Linked DNA regions of Sus scrofa: region 1 is linked to region 2. A link is a contact called in public HiChIP or PLAC-seq data. All regions are on one chromosome and are shown on one strand. The core of a region is the stretch at or near the end of the contact, and the rest is flanking DNA. Distances in the headings are between cores, read along the strand shown.

Region 1 (7,004 bases), core at 4,450-6,949, 210 kb after region 2:
AATTAATAAAAACTTAAAATCAGTAAATGTCCAAGGTGTGTGAACTTCCTGTTATTTAATAAGTCACAAAAACATCACTTAACAGTATATTTTAAAAAGTAGGTTCCAAACAAAATCTGCATATTGATTGGTTATCTTTTAAGGCTTATGTAAACTATATAGGTACACCCTTCTCTTTTTGTTCCCTCTTGAAATGTGCTGGAAAAAAAAAAGGTGTTTGTCCTCTAGAATTTCTCATAGTTTGGATGTTGCTTACTGCATCTCTATGCAGTCATTTAATGTTTCTTCGTCCAATGTATTTCTTGTAAATTGATAGTTAGATCTAGAGGTTTGTTCGGCTTCAGATTTGATTTAGGGGGGCAAGTTTACTCCATAAATAGTATTACATTCTTCTATCCAGCAGTATTTAATGCCTGATTGTCTTTCTTTCATGATGTTAACAGCTGTTAATGTTCAATGCCTAGATCATTTAGTTCATTAGAGGTAGCAAAGTGATATGCTATCATTTCTTCTTCATTTACTAGCTGGAATACTTTTTCTTTTCCCCTTTTTTTTCTTTCCTTTTTATGGCCACACCTGGGGCATATAGAAATTCCAGGGCTAGTGTTTTGAATCAGAGCTGCAGCTGCCGGCCTGCACCACAGCCACTGTAACACGGGATCCAAGCCACATCTGCGACCTGCACCACAGCTCATGCCAATGCCAGATCCTTGACCCACTGAGCAAGGCCAGGGATCAAACCTGAGTCCTCATAGATACTAGTCAGGTTCATTACCACTGAGCCACAATGGGAACTCTTAGATTTTCTTTTCTAGGAACTCCCTGGAATACTTTTTCAAAGAGAAACTTCCCCGCCTCTCTTTTGTGTACTCAATAGTACAGATGGCATAAGAAAGGCAGGCTAGGAGTTCCTTCTGTGGCTCAGCCGGTTACAAACCTGACTAGTATCCATGAGGATGTGGGTTCAAACCCTGACCTTGCTCAGTGGGTTAAGGTTCTGGTGTCTCAATGAGCTGTGGTGTAGGTCTCAGATCTGACATTGCTGTGGCTGTGGTGTAGGCCAGCAGGCGTAGCTCCGATTTGACTCCTAGCCTGGGAACTTTCATATGCCAATGGTGCACCCCCGCCCCCCAAAAGGCTGGCTATATGCTGATTCTTTCACTTCACTTATTTGTTTTCAAAATAATGTGTTAGTTTCTAGCATCCTCCAACAGTTACCTATTGTTTTTGGGTTTTAGATTACTTTATTCTTCCTATACTACAAGTACAATTAATTGATAAACAGCTAAGAAAATGATTCTTTGTGGGATCAAATGTTGTAATCTAGTTTAAAAATTATTTTAAACTTACATATGATAAAATTCACTCTTCTTGGTGTAAATTCTATGATTTTTTTTTTTTTTTTTTTTTGTCGTTTTATCTTTTAAGGCCATGCCTGTGGCATATGGAGGTTCCCAGGCTAGGGGGCCAATTGGAGCTACAGCTGCCGGCCTACACCACAGCTCACGGCAACCTGGGATCCTTAACTCACTGAGCAAGGCCAGGGATTGAACCCGAGTCCTCATCGATGCTAGTCAAGTTCGCTAACCACTGAGTCACTACGAGAACTCCCATTCTACACATTTCTTTTTTTTTTTTTTTTTTTTTGTCTTTTTTGTTGTTGTTGTTGTTGTTGTTGTTGCTATTTCTTGGGCCGCTCCCGCGGCATATGGAGGTTCCCAGGCTAGGGGTTGAATCGGAGCTGTAGCCACCGGCCTACGCCAGAGCCACAGCAATGCGGGATCCGAGCCGCGTCTGCCACCTACACCACAGCTCACGGCAACGCCGAATCGTTAACCCACTGAGCAAGGGCAGGGACCGAACCCGCAACCTCATGGTTCCTAGTCGGATTCGTTAACCACTGCGCCACGACGGGAACTCCCCATTCTACACATTTCTTAAATGCATACAATCAAGATTCAGTTTTCACATCCCCTCATTCCCTTGTGCTTCCCCTTTGCAAACTTCCCATTCCACATGCTCAGGTAAATCCTGGTTTCTGCACCTATAGTTTTGCCTTTTCCAGAGTGTCATACAAATAGGATTATAGCATATAGACTTTTAGGTCTGGCTTTCACTTAGCGTAATGCATTTGAGATTAATCTATTTTTTTTTTGCATGTACTGATTTGTTCATTTTTATTGCTTGTATGGATCTACCAAGGCTTGTTCATCCATTCTTCAGCTGAAGGGCATTTAGATTGTTTCCAATTTTTGGCGATTATAAATAAAGCTGCCATATACATCCCTGGGCTGGTTTTTATGTGGATAGATTTTAATTTCACTTGGGTAAATAAATAAGAATGGGAGCACCAGGTATATGGTTAAATGTTGCCGTTTAAGTGTTTAAAAATTATCGTTAGTGACACATGGATCCTAATATATTTGATGAATTTCTACTGTTTTCACTGATGCCCAAATTGTTCTACTTTTGGCCAGTGGGAACCTCTTCAAGTTGCCATCTGAGTTCTTTTAACAAAAATCTAGTAGTCTTTGCAGTTTCTTAATATCTTGTATGATAAGATGTTTCAGGCATATGGTATTTCTTGTCCAAACCAGTGTTTGAATTTAACACATAAGGAGTATAGCCCATGACTGTAGCAAGGACAAGGGGTTTGGAACAATGTCACAGGATGACTCTCCACCTTCTCTAACTCTGTAAAATGCCAATCTTTAATCTGAATTTGTTGTGCAATTAATGAACACCTCAAATTCTAGATTCTGCTGAGAGAACAAGCCTTTTGTGCAAAACTGAATATGCATTTGTGTGGAGATATCATAGCCCAGAGGAAAAGGCAAAAGAAAGAATTAGGCTTTGGAGGAGTAAACCTTGTCAATTTCTGTATGTGATTTGGACATGGAGTGGTGGTGGGAGGTTTGGAGAAGGAGCAGTGATGCTAGGAGGATGCCATCTTTTCTCTGTTAAGCAAAGAACTTGATGTGGCACCAAAAGTACAGTCTTCCAGCCACAGCATCAGATCTCCCTGTCAAAATACAGATTCCTAGATTCCACCCCAGATTTCCTGAGTCAGACTCTTGAGAGTGAGGCCTAGGAGGTGTAAATATTTTTTGGCTGTACCCTTGATATACGGAAGTTCCTGGGTCAGGGATTGAACCTGAGCCACAGCAGTGACAACACCAAATCCTTAACCACCAGGCTACCAGGGAACTCCCTAGAATGTGTTTTTGTTTTTTGATTTTTAGGGCCGCACCCCAGGCATATGGCGATTTCCAGGCTAGGAGTCCAATCAGAGCTACAGCTGCTGGCCTACACCACAGCCACAGCAACAAAGAATCCGATCCGAGTCTGTGACCTACACCACAGCTCACAGCAACACCAGATCCTTAACTCACTGAGCAAGGCCAGGGATCGAACCCACAACCTCGTGATTCCTAGTCAGATTCATTTCTGTGGTGCCACAATGGGAACTCTGAGAATATGTATTTTTAACAAGTAGGATACAACTAGTTTGTGGTTTCTGAAAGAACTTAAATAAAAGTAACTCTTATACACTCAGGTCAGGAAGGGAAACAATCCCTTTCTCAGGGAGAATCTTTGAGATTCTCAAATGACCAGCCCTTAGAGAAAGAATGGAATGGACACAGATTAGAGAAAACAATGATTCTCTTTTCCAATTCTGAATGTATTTGCCACTTTTTGTAGGCCAAAGGAGAAACTTAATGCTTAAAATCATGAAAAGATTTAAAAGTCTGGGTGATTGATCCTTCCATGAGATGAAAGTTCAAAAACAATATAGCATAATTCTCTAAGCAGAGCAATTCATTTAATGGAATTAAGGCGGATATTGATCTCTTTTCCCAAGTGTAATGGCTGGCCAACTAGGACTTCAGATCTGACTAGAGCTTCCTACTCTGAGCTCTGAGGAAAGTCCTATATTGCCTCAGAGCAATCTGTTCATTCATTCAACAAACACTTATTTTAGCACCTACTATTTGGTAGGCACTGTGCAAAGTGATGGGGATACATGAGCAGACAAGCATCCAAATGACCTTGGAGGCTACAGCAGTGCTTGCAGCAGAGAACAACCACAAGACGAAAGATTGATTCTCTTGTGAATTTGGACAACTACGCTGCCCTTCCAAGCAGTGGTTCCCAAACCAGGTGTCAGACTTCAAGATGATCTTGCAAACTCTAAAATTCCTCATTTACACTGTCTTGGCCCTAAACGTCCGCTCTTTTCAAAATCAAGACTAAAATACCACGGAAAAGAGAGCGGCACTTTTCCTCCCAATGAACAATGGGGGTGGGGATGGGGGTAGGGAAGCACAGGAGAATTAACTACTCTTACTGGCTGACATTAAGCCCAAAATGAGCTGGAGCTGATAAACTCTGAAGATAAACAACAAAGGGAATTTTTCGTTTCCTTTAACTCACCACTGGGATCTACTTATTGCACCCCACAGCTGAAAATGATCAAAGATGAGGTCCCTGTCACTAGGCGCAAGCCCCGCCCCTAAGTCTTCTGCCCAGCTATTAGCGTAAGAGGAACTGGAGGAGTTTTTAATTAAGACTAAGAAAGATAGGAATTCCCGTCGTGGCTCAGTGGTTAACGAATCCGACTAGGAACCATGCGGTTGTGGGTTCGGTCCCTGCCCTCGCTCAGTGGGTTAAGGATCCGGCGTTGCCCTGAGCTGTGGTGTGGGTTGCAGACACGGCTCGGATCCCGCGTTGCTGTCTCTGGCATAGGCTGGTGGCTACAGTTCTGATTCGACCCCTAGCCTGGGAACCTCCATATGCCGCGGGAGCGGCCCAAGAAATAGCAAAAAGGGAGTTCCCGTCGTGGCGCAGTGGTTAACGAATCCGACTAGGAACCATGAGGTTGCGGGTTCGGTCCCTGCCCTTGCTCAGTGGGTTAACGATTCGGCGTTGCCGTGAGCTGTGGTGTAGGTGGCAGACGCGGCTCGGATCCCGCATTGCTGTGGCTCTGGCGTAGGCCGGCAGCTACAGCTCCGATTCAACCCCTAGCCTGGGAACCTCCATATGCCGCGGGAGCGGCCCAAGAAAGAGCAACAACAACAACAACAAAAGACAAAAAAAAAAAAAAAAAAAAAAAAGGATAAGAAAGATAGGAGTTCCCCTTGTGGCTCGGCGATAAGGAACCCGACCAGTACCCATGAGTAAGCGGGTTTGATTCCTGGCCTCGCTCAGTGGGTTAAGGAGGGTTAAGGATCTTACGTTGCCCTGGGCTGTGATGTAGGTCGCAGACAGACACCCACTCGGATCTGGTGTTGCTGTGGCTGTGGCTTAGGCCAGCAGCTACAGCTCCGATTGGACCCCTAGCCTAGGAACTTCCATAGGCAGAAGGTGTGGCAGTAAAACACATACACAACACGCTAAGCAAGATGGACTTCCCATAGGGGCGCAGCGGGTTAAGGATCCATTGCAGCAGCTGTGGCTAGGTCACAGCTGTGGCTGGTATTGATCCCTGGCCTGGGAACTTTCATATGCCCCGAGTGCGGGAGACCCTCTACTCGAAAACAGAATCCACTTGACAGAAGTGGGGCACGCAAAATGGGCTCGCAGGAACGATTCCGGAAAGCCTCAGAGCTGCCGGAGGCCAGGTTCTCTCAAACTCTCAAATTTCCCGGGAGCCCCGCCCCTCAACAGCCAGCTCTTCGGTATCCGAGGCGTCGCGCCGGAAGTGACCTAAGGACGATGGTGAGACGCTGGGCGCTTCCGGCGGCGGAGGCGGCCGCGGCCCGGGCTGTGTAGGTGGGTGGAGGAGCCTATCCGTCTCAGGTCTTCGAGTGCTTCGGAGCCGGCTCCGTGTGGTGTGCGGAGGAGGCGTAGGCCCGGCGGCGTGGAGGTGGGAGCGAAGGGGAGGCGGGTGGCTCTTGGGCGCTCGTGGGAGGAGGCTTCCGGGGTTGCCAGGAGGGTTTGCTTTTAGGTTTCGTGGTTCTAGGCCTTGGACCTTTATAGAGGCGAGCACGAGCTGGGGGCCCATTACTAAGGCTTGCTTTGGGGATGTGGTTTGAGGTGAGAGTCGGAGGGGAGCGGGATTCAGAATAGTCGAGGAATTGTGGGAGGTGTGAGCCATTAGTGGCCTATGCTCTTAGTTTAGTCTTGTTGATGGCTGCTGCAGCCCGTCCACTTAGTGCTCCGTGCCTCAGTTTTCTTTTGCACAGTGGGGTCGGGTGGCAGGGAAGAGCGCGAGTGCCACATAGCTGGAAGACAGAAGTGAACTGGGGTCTGAGAGAGAAGGGTGGCTGAGAAAGTAATGATAGTTGGCTCAGGGCACAGCTTCTGCTGAATCCTAGGGACTTTCCCTTGTTTTTTTTTTTTTTTTTTTTTTTTTATTGCTGTTGCTATAAGTTTGAATTTGTGCTCTTTGTGTGATATTGGTTGATTTGGTCAGCAATTGACTTGTTGAATGGTTCATTTGGCGTGTGGGAGGCGTGGTCCTCACTTGCTTGGCCAGGTGGTTGTCAATAAATCTAGTTCCAGAGCTAGGAGCCCTAACAGTCCTCTCTTGTGGTTACAGATGAAGAACTCGAGGCCTTGAGTGGTTTTTGTTCTCTTTCCTAGCCACAGACTAAATTCAGTTGTCTGTGGTCTGTCAAATACAGGTCTTAATCTCATCAAAACAAATGTCTCTGACAGGTTACTATTTCAGCTGGAAACCTCAGGTGGATTCTAGTCTTTATTATGAATGGAAGATTAAGTATATTGAGCACAAAATTGATACTTTTTTGTTTTCTCTGTGTGAAGTGGATATGGTTACAAATACAAAGAACATAACTTTTTGACTGCTGAGAATTTTTGAGTGGAGCTTTCCTGAGGCTGTAGGGCTATGGGACTAGCATAGTGTCTCTCAAACTTTTTTCACCTGTGATCCACAGTTAATGTATTTTACATAGTGACTCTCTGTGATCCCCTCATGCATAGAGTGTGTACACACAAACAAAAGTTTACTCTTTCTACATATGATGCCCTCTGACATTTTC
Region 2 (6,860 bases), core at 3,856-6,355:
AACACTCACCAATTATTGAGCTCTTCCTGTGTGCCAGCCAGGACACAGTATTTTCTTTTTCTTTTTTCTTTTTTAGCCCCCCATGGCATATGGAGTTCCCGGTCCAGGGGTCAGATCCAAGCCACAGTGTCTCTGGATCCTTTAACCCACTGTGCTGGGCCAGGGCTTGAACCTACATCCTGGCACTGCAGAGACGCTGCCAATCCCTTTGCACCACAGCGGAAACTCCAGGACACAGTATCTTAATGCATTATTTTATATAATCTTCCCAATAACCTATTAGGAAGTTTCCATCATTATTCTTATTATATAGATGAATAAACCATAGTTCAGGAAATTGGAGTAACTTGCCTAAGACTCTATGACAGAGCTACAATTCAACAGCAGCAAGAATGTCATTCTCTCAGGTGCCCTTTCTTGTTCATCTCCATTTTCTTTCTTTCTTTTTTTTTTTTTTTCTTTTTTTGTCTTTTTGCCATTTCTTGGGCCACTCCCATGGCACGTGGAGGTTCCCAGGCTAGGGACCTAATCGGAGCTGTAGCCACCGACTTACGGCAGAGCCACAGCAACGTGGGATCTGAGCTGAGTCTGCAACCTACACCACAGCTCATGGCAACATAGGATCCTTAACCCACTGAGCAAGGCCAGGGATCAAACCCACAACCTCATGGTTCCTAGTCAGATTCCTTAACCACTGAGCCACAACGGGAACTCCTCATCTCCATTTTCAGAGCAGTCTAGTAGTAGTCTTCCTGTTGTTGGAATTGCCCAAGTGGGAACCTAAGGAAATGAAAAGAAAATAGGATCAGTCAGACTAATAGCTTCAAGGTCACTTCCAGCCTTGAAATGACAGGGTTTTTTTTTTTTCCAAGGCATGCTCTTAATTCCTTTTTTTTTTAACTCAATGAATTTTATTTTATCTTTTAATTACTTAATGAATTTTATTACATTTATAGATATACAATGATCATCACAATCAAATTTTATAGCATTTCCATCCCAAACCCTCAGTGCTAACTCAATGAATTTTATTTCATTTATAGTTGTGCAATGATCATCACAACCCAATTTTATAGCATTTCCATCTGAAACCCCCAGAGGCATGCTTAATTCCTACTAGAGAAGATAAGAGCTTTTCGTGCACACGAACTTCCCTTTACTAGAAATTCACAGGATGTAACCATGTCTTTGTCCTCACAAGCCCCTCAATAATCCCTCCCCTCTGCACACATCAGAGGAAATGCCTCATCACAACTGTTCCATGATGAAGGCTCTGGGCCGAAGCAAGAAGATGATAGGCTGATCAACTGGTGAAAGTGACATCCCTGAGGCATCAAAAGTCTAGCTGCTGCTTCTCCAGAGAGAAAGCAAAGGATTTTAGGGCAGAAGATGATAGGAAGAGACAACACCCTGATGGCCTCAGGCAAGAACCAAGGTGTCTGTCTAAACCCATCATGGAAGGAGTATATACTAAAAGTGGCAGAATGGTCTGGGGCCTGGGGGCACAACTGGAGGCAAATTTGTGAACAAGCAGGGTATCCCCCAAACCTGAGTGATGTAGCATGCTGAATTTATTTATTTATTTTATTTATTTATTTATTTATTTTTTGTCTTTTTGCCATTTCTAGGGCCGCTCCCATGGCATATGGAGGTTTCCAGGCTAGGGGTCTAATCAGAGCTGTAGCCACCGGCCTACGCCAGAGCCACAGCAGCGCGGGATCCGAGCCCCGTATGCAACCTACACCACAGCTCACAGCAAAGCCAGATCCTTAACCCACTGAGCAAGGCCAGAGATTGAACCTGCAACCTCATGGTTCCTAGTCGGATTCGGATTCGTTAACCACTGAGCCTGATGGGAACTCCCTGGTAGGCTGAATTTAAAGATGGCCCCCAGGATTCACATCCTTTGGTCCCCTGGTATAATCAGGGCTGAACCTGTGAATATGATGGCATATCATTCCCAAGATTAAGCTACTAATCCATTCATTTTGAGTTGATCAAAAGAGAGATTACTTTGACTGTGCCTGAGCTGATTAGATGAGGTCCTTAAAAGAGGGTGAGGTGTCAGAGATACTCTCCCACTGGTATGAAGAAATAAGCAGTGGTATTGTGAGAGGGCCTGTGGAGGGTCCACATGTATGGTAAGGCCCTGAGGGTGGCCTCTAGTTGCTAAGAGTGATCGTTGGCTGACAGTAAGAAAAAATGTGGACTCGGTCCTACAACGCCAAAGAACTGGATTCTGCCAACCATCTAAACAAGCTCGGGGAAGAGGACTCTGAGCTCCAGATGAGACCAGAGTCCCGACTGACATCTTGATTTCAGTCTTATAAGATCCTCAGTAGAAAACCAGTTATGCTATGAAGGCATAACTCTGACCTACAGAAACTGGGATATAATAAATGGGGACTCTTTTGCGTTTTTGGCCAGGCCTGCAGCATGCAGAAGTTCCAGAGCCAGTGATCAAATCCACATCATGGCAGTGACAAGCCAGATCCTTAACCCAATGAGCCACCAGGGAATTCCAAGAATCTTTACTGGTTTGTTTGATTGCTTGCTTTTTCAGCCCCATCCAGAGCATGTGAAAGTTCCTAGGTTCATCTATGACTTATGCCACAGCTGCAGCAGCTGCAGCAACACGGGATCCTTAACCCACTGTTCTAGGCCAAGGATTCAACCCAGCAAAGCCACAGAGGCAAGCCAGATCATTAACCCAATGTGTCACAGTGGGAACTCCAAATGGGTATTGTTTTAAGTTGCTTAGTTTGTGGTAAATTGTTAGGCAGCAATAGAAAACTAATACAAGTGATGAGGGCTAAGAACTGCCCTCAAGGTAACAAGTGGTTCAGAGTTCACTGAGAAGCCAGCAAAGCCTACCTTTAGGGGTGGTAGGGAAAGAAAACAATTTCTAGAGTCAGACAAACCTGGGCTCTAAGCACTACTATTTATTAGCTATGTGATTCTTAGGCAAATATCCTTTGAGCCTATTTCTTCATCTTTAAAATAGGGATAAATTCTTATCTCACAACATTGTTATGAGGCTTAGATGAGATAATAAATAATTTATAGCATGCAGTGGTACATAATAAATTACACTCATTTTTTTTTCTTTTTCAGCCACACCTGTGGCATATGGGAGTCCCAGGCCAGGGATCCAATCTGAACTGCAGCTACAACAACTGCCACAGCTGCAGCAAAGCAGGATCTTTAACCCACTTCTCTGGGTAGCAGATTAAACCCGTACCTCTGCAGAGACAACACCAGATTCTTCATCCACTGCACCACAGCGGGAACTCCACTACAGTCATGATTGTTTTTGAAAACAACAACCAAAACATACCACACTCCAGTTCTCAATCTAAGGTACTGTAGCAAAGTGGAGAGACTAAGAGCAAAGACCAGATGGAGTGTGGAAGTTCCCAGACCAGAGATGCCTGTACCACAGCAGCGATGCAGGTTGCTGCAGTGAAGATGTGGATCCTTAATGCCACGTGCCGCAAGAGAACTACAGTGCTTTCTTAAGTATGGGAACGCTGACCTTGTCCTGAGCTTCCAGCTCTTAAGATATTTGGAGAATATTAATTAAACTCAAAGAGGCAAAACTTCCCCTGGTGTTGTTTGGTTAAGTTGGTGGGGGAAAATGGGGACAGGTGCTTTGGGGTTTTTTTGTTTGTTTGTTTTTACTTTTGGCCACAACCAGGGGCATATGTAAGTTCCTGGACCAAGGACTGAACCCTCACCATAGCAGTGACTCAAACCACTGCAGTGATAACATCCAGCTCCTTAACCCACTATGCTGCAAGGGAACTCTCAGAGGACAGGTGCTTTGAGAAAAGCTTTTTTATCCGTTTCCCAGCCAGATTCATACCTCCTAAGGCCACACTGCTAGGGAAGAAAAAGAGATCAACACTGATTTTCTGGAGACAGAGCCTGGAGTGAGGAAGAGGAGCTGAATATCCATCTTTTCTTTCTTCAGTGGGTCCAGGGATAGAGAATGAGTGATTACAAGTCAAGAATCTTTACTACTTAACTCTTGGTGGCTGCGAGATAATTCAGGCCTGGGGCAAGCAGGCCCACTGCCCAGGAGCTCAAAATCAGAATGCAGTTACTGAGGCCAGATTTGATATTAAGAGTCTTGGGATTTAATCGACCCCTTCCTGTAGGGACTGGAAGTGGTGGTTTCCCCAGAAACATCCAGGTGAGTCCTGGAACTGGGGATTTGGTGAAAAGAGAGTCAATTGCCTGCAAGAAATCTAATTTCTGAGGCTGTTTCCTTCTCTGTAAAGTGATTGCACTCATATTTTTTTTCCAATTTTTGGCCGCCCCGTGGCATATGGAGATCCTGGGCCAGGGAACAGATTCCAAGGTAATCGCCACTCAAGTCGTAGCTGCGGCAACACCGGGTCCTTAACCCACTATGCGTGGCAGGGGATGGAACCCTGGTCTCAGAGCTCCCAAGACACGGCCAATCCCGCCTGTGGCGCCCCAGCGGGAGCTCCTCCACTCATTTCCTAATGCTTGCGGATTTGTTATACAGGAATATTGCTGTTGATCCCTGTTATGGCGCAGGGGAAAATAATCCGACTAGTAACCATGAGGTTGAGGGTTCCATCCCTGGCCTCACTCAGTGGGTTAAGGATCCGGCGTTGCGGTGAGCCATGGTGTAGGTTGCAGACGCCGCTAGGATCTGGCGTTGCTATGGCTGCAGCATAGGCTGGCGGCTACAGCTCCAATTCCACCCTTAGCCTGGAAACTTCCATTATGTTGCAGGTGCGGCCCTAAAAAGCAAAAAAAAAAAAAAAAGATTAGTTGCTAATAAGATCTTATACACAAGCAGTTGTTTTGCCCCCACTTGTTCTCTTATTGTAGGCTCACACCAGGTGGTAAACAAAAAAGATATTTTTATTATAATTTGTCGTTATTATTGTTATCGTTCCCATTTTGAGGTGCTGGAGTCGCCTCTCGAGCCTGTCCACTGCTGTCCTCTGCCATCCTACCATCCTAGCTCCACAATAGCAGATCTGGTCCACGCCCAGACCCGGGCGGCGGGGCGGGGCGCGGCGCCGAAATGGTTTGTCCTGAACGCGCCGCCGTAGGCCGCCTGCGGCCGCGTGTGGCCCCTTTCCGCCTAGGCGCGAGCGCCGCAGTGGGAGGGCCTCCACGCTCCGCCCGCCCTGCGTCGGTGCGTGAGTTCGGCCCCCACGAGCTTCGAAGCGGCCCTTGAGCTCACACCCGGCTTTGCCTTAGCGTTAACCTGCGCGCCGCCATCGCCGTCATGCTAGGCGCCGCTGTTCGCCGCTGCTCCGTAGCAGCAGCCGCAGTCGCCCGGGCCAGCCCTCGAGGCCTTCTGCACCCCACTCCGACCCCCGGCCCCGCCGCCGGTAAGGCTCCCGCCTGCCACTGTCCGCGCCCGCGTGTCCTTGTGGTGACCTGGGCCCCCGCCGCCATGCGAGGGCAGGCTCGCCCAGAGGCCTAGCCCCTGCCCTGCGGGCCGACGGCCGAACCTGAGGACCGCTAGCCATTCCCGCCGCCGCCGAGTTGTGGAGGACTCGAGGGCGCGTCCCGGGGTCCTCCCTTGGCGCGACTTCCTGGTGCGGGCACCGCGGACCGGTCGAGCGTGGACCTGCTGTGGGTGCACCTCCCGCGCCCACTGGACCTCTTCGGTCCCCGGGCCATGACCGTGCCCTGGCGTTGATCCTGCGGCCACTGACTGGGAGTGGCTACCGCCGGCCTGCAGCGCTTCCGCGAAGGTGACATTGAGCTCAGGGTAGAAGGCGGGAGTGGCCCCTCCGGGGACCCTGGCACCGCCGCCCGCAGCCTCTTCCGAGAACACTTTATACTTCCGTGACTGGGACACAGTGTAGTCTTTTCATCAGGCATTTCTCGTTACCGTTTTGTGTGTCACTTTCTCCAGCCGTTCTTTTATTTTTAGACACTGTTGTGCCATGTTTTAATTCTTCCATCTTTACATTAGATCAGTGTATGTGGTTGTTTCCTGAGGTCTGGAAGAGAGCCTGACTTGATAGGTCTTAGGATAAGAATATTACTGTTTGGAAAACGGGGTACCACAGACCCAGGAGTCCTGGGTCCTACAAACTTGGAGAAGTTTTATTTTTTATTTGTGCTTCCGGCTAGAAGTCTGGTTGCTGGAGTATGAGATGTTCTGCTGATTTCTGTCTCTTATTTTGCCTTCTGCTTAATATGTGTTCCAGGAGACTTTGTGTCCAGCACTGAACTTTTAATTATTGTAAATGCACTTTAAAAAATTTATTGGAATATAGTTGGCTCACAGTGTTGTGCCCATTTCTTGTAACTGCGCTTTGATCTTGGTGCGTGACGGTAGCATATGCTAACGTTATAAAATTTAAACATGCACTCAAACTCAAAACTAATAGTGTTGTTCTTTTGACTATTTAACTAGCGCTTCAGAACCTAAGGAGTTATGTTTTGCTTCGGTTTTGTTCATGTGGATACATTTGGGGGAGGTGTTCTTGACCTCTTGAAAAGAATTGTTACATTTTGTGGCAGGTTGAGGAAGTGGCAGGCTTTCTGCAAACTCTAGATTTAAGGCAGTTCTTTCTCCAGTAAATTTGGACTACTGGTTTATCTGCTAGGCATTCTCCGCACCCTCTTTAGTATAATTCCCTAACAAAAAGCTTTATTTTAGGTATTGTCCCATAGACCTAAATATTTGCCACAAGGAGGCAGTATTGGTTATATTCATGTCAACTGCTTTCTAGCGGTGTGACCTTGGAGGTATTAGTTAAACCTTAAGACTCAGTTCCCTCATCTCTAAAACCAGGATAATATTTAGTAGTTGTGAAATTTAAATGAGATAATATAAACTCTTACCCCTTTCCAGG

The links. HiChIP or PLAC-seq counts read pairs in DNA pulled down with a chosen protein or histone mark.
Region 1: a contact with region 2 is called in an H3K27ac HiChIP or PLAC-seq map of alveolar macrophages. The contact joins the promoter of EDC3 here to the promoter of LOC100156967 in region 2. A contact is called at or near these places in 1 of 47 Hi-C or Micro-C datasets (heart right ventricle) and 1 of 2 datasets of contacts at active chromatin or transcription factors (alveolar macrophages).

Annotation. Positions count from the first base shown.
Region 1 is chr7:58,822,994-58,829,997 of Sscrofa11.1, forward strand. It overlaps EDC3 (enhancer of mRNA-decapping protein 3), which reads left to right and starts at 5,700. Exons shown (of 7, transcript XM_001927872.4): 1 at 5,700-5,866.
Region 2 is chr7:58,617,864-58,624,723 of Sscrofa11.1, forward strand. LOC100156967 (cytochrome c oxidase subunit 5A, mitochondrial) reads left to right here and starts at 5,106. Exons shown (of 5, transcript XM_005666147.2): 1 at 5,106-5,378. The coding sequence starts at 5,273.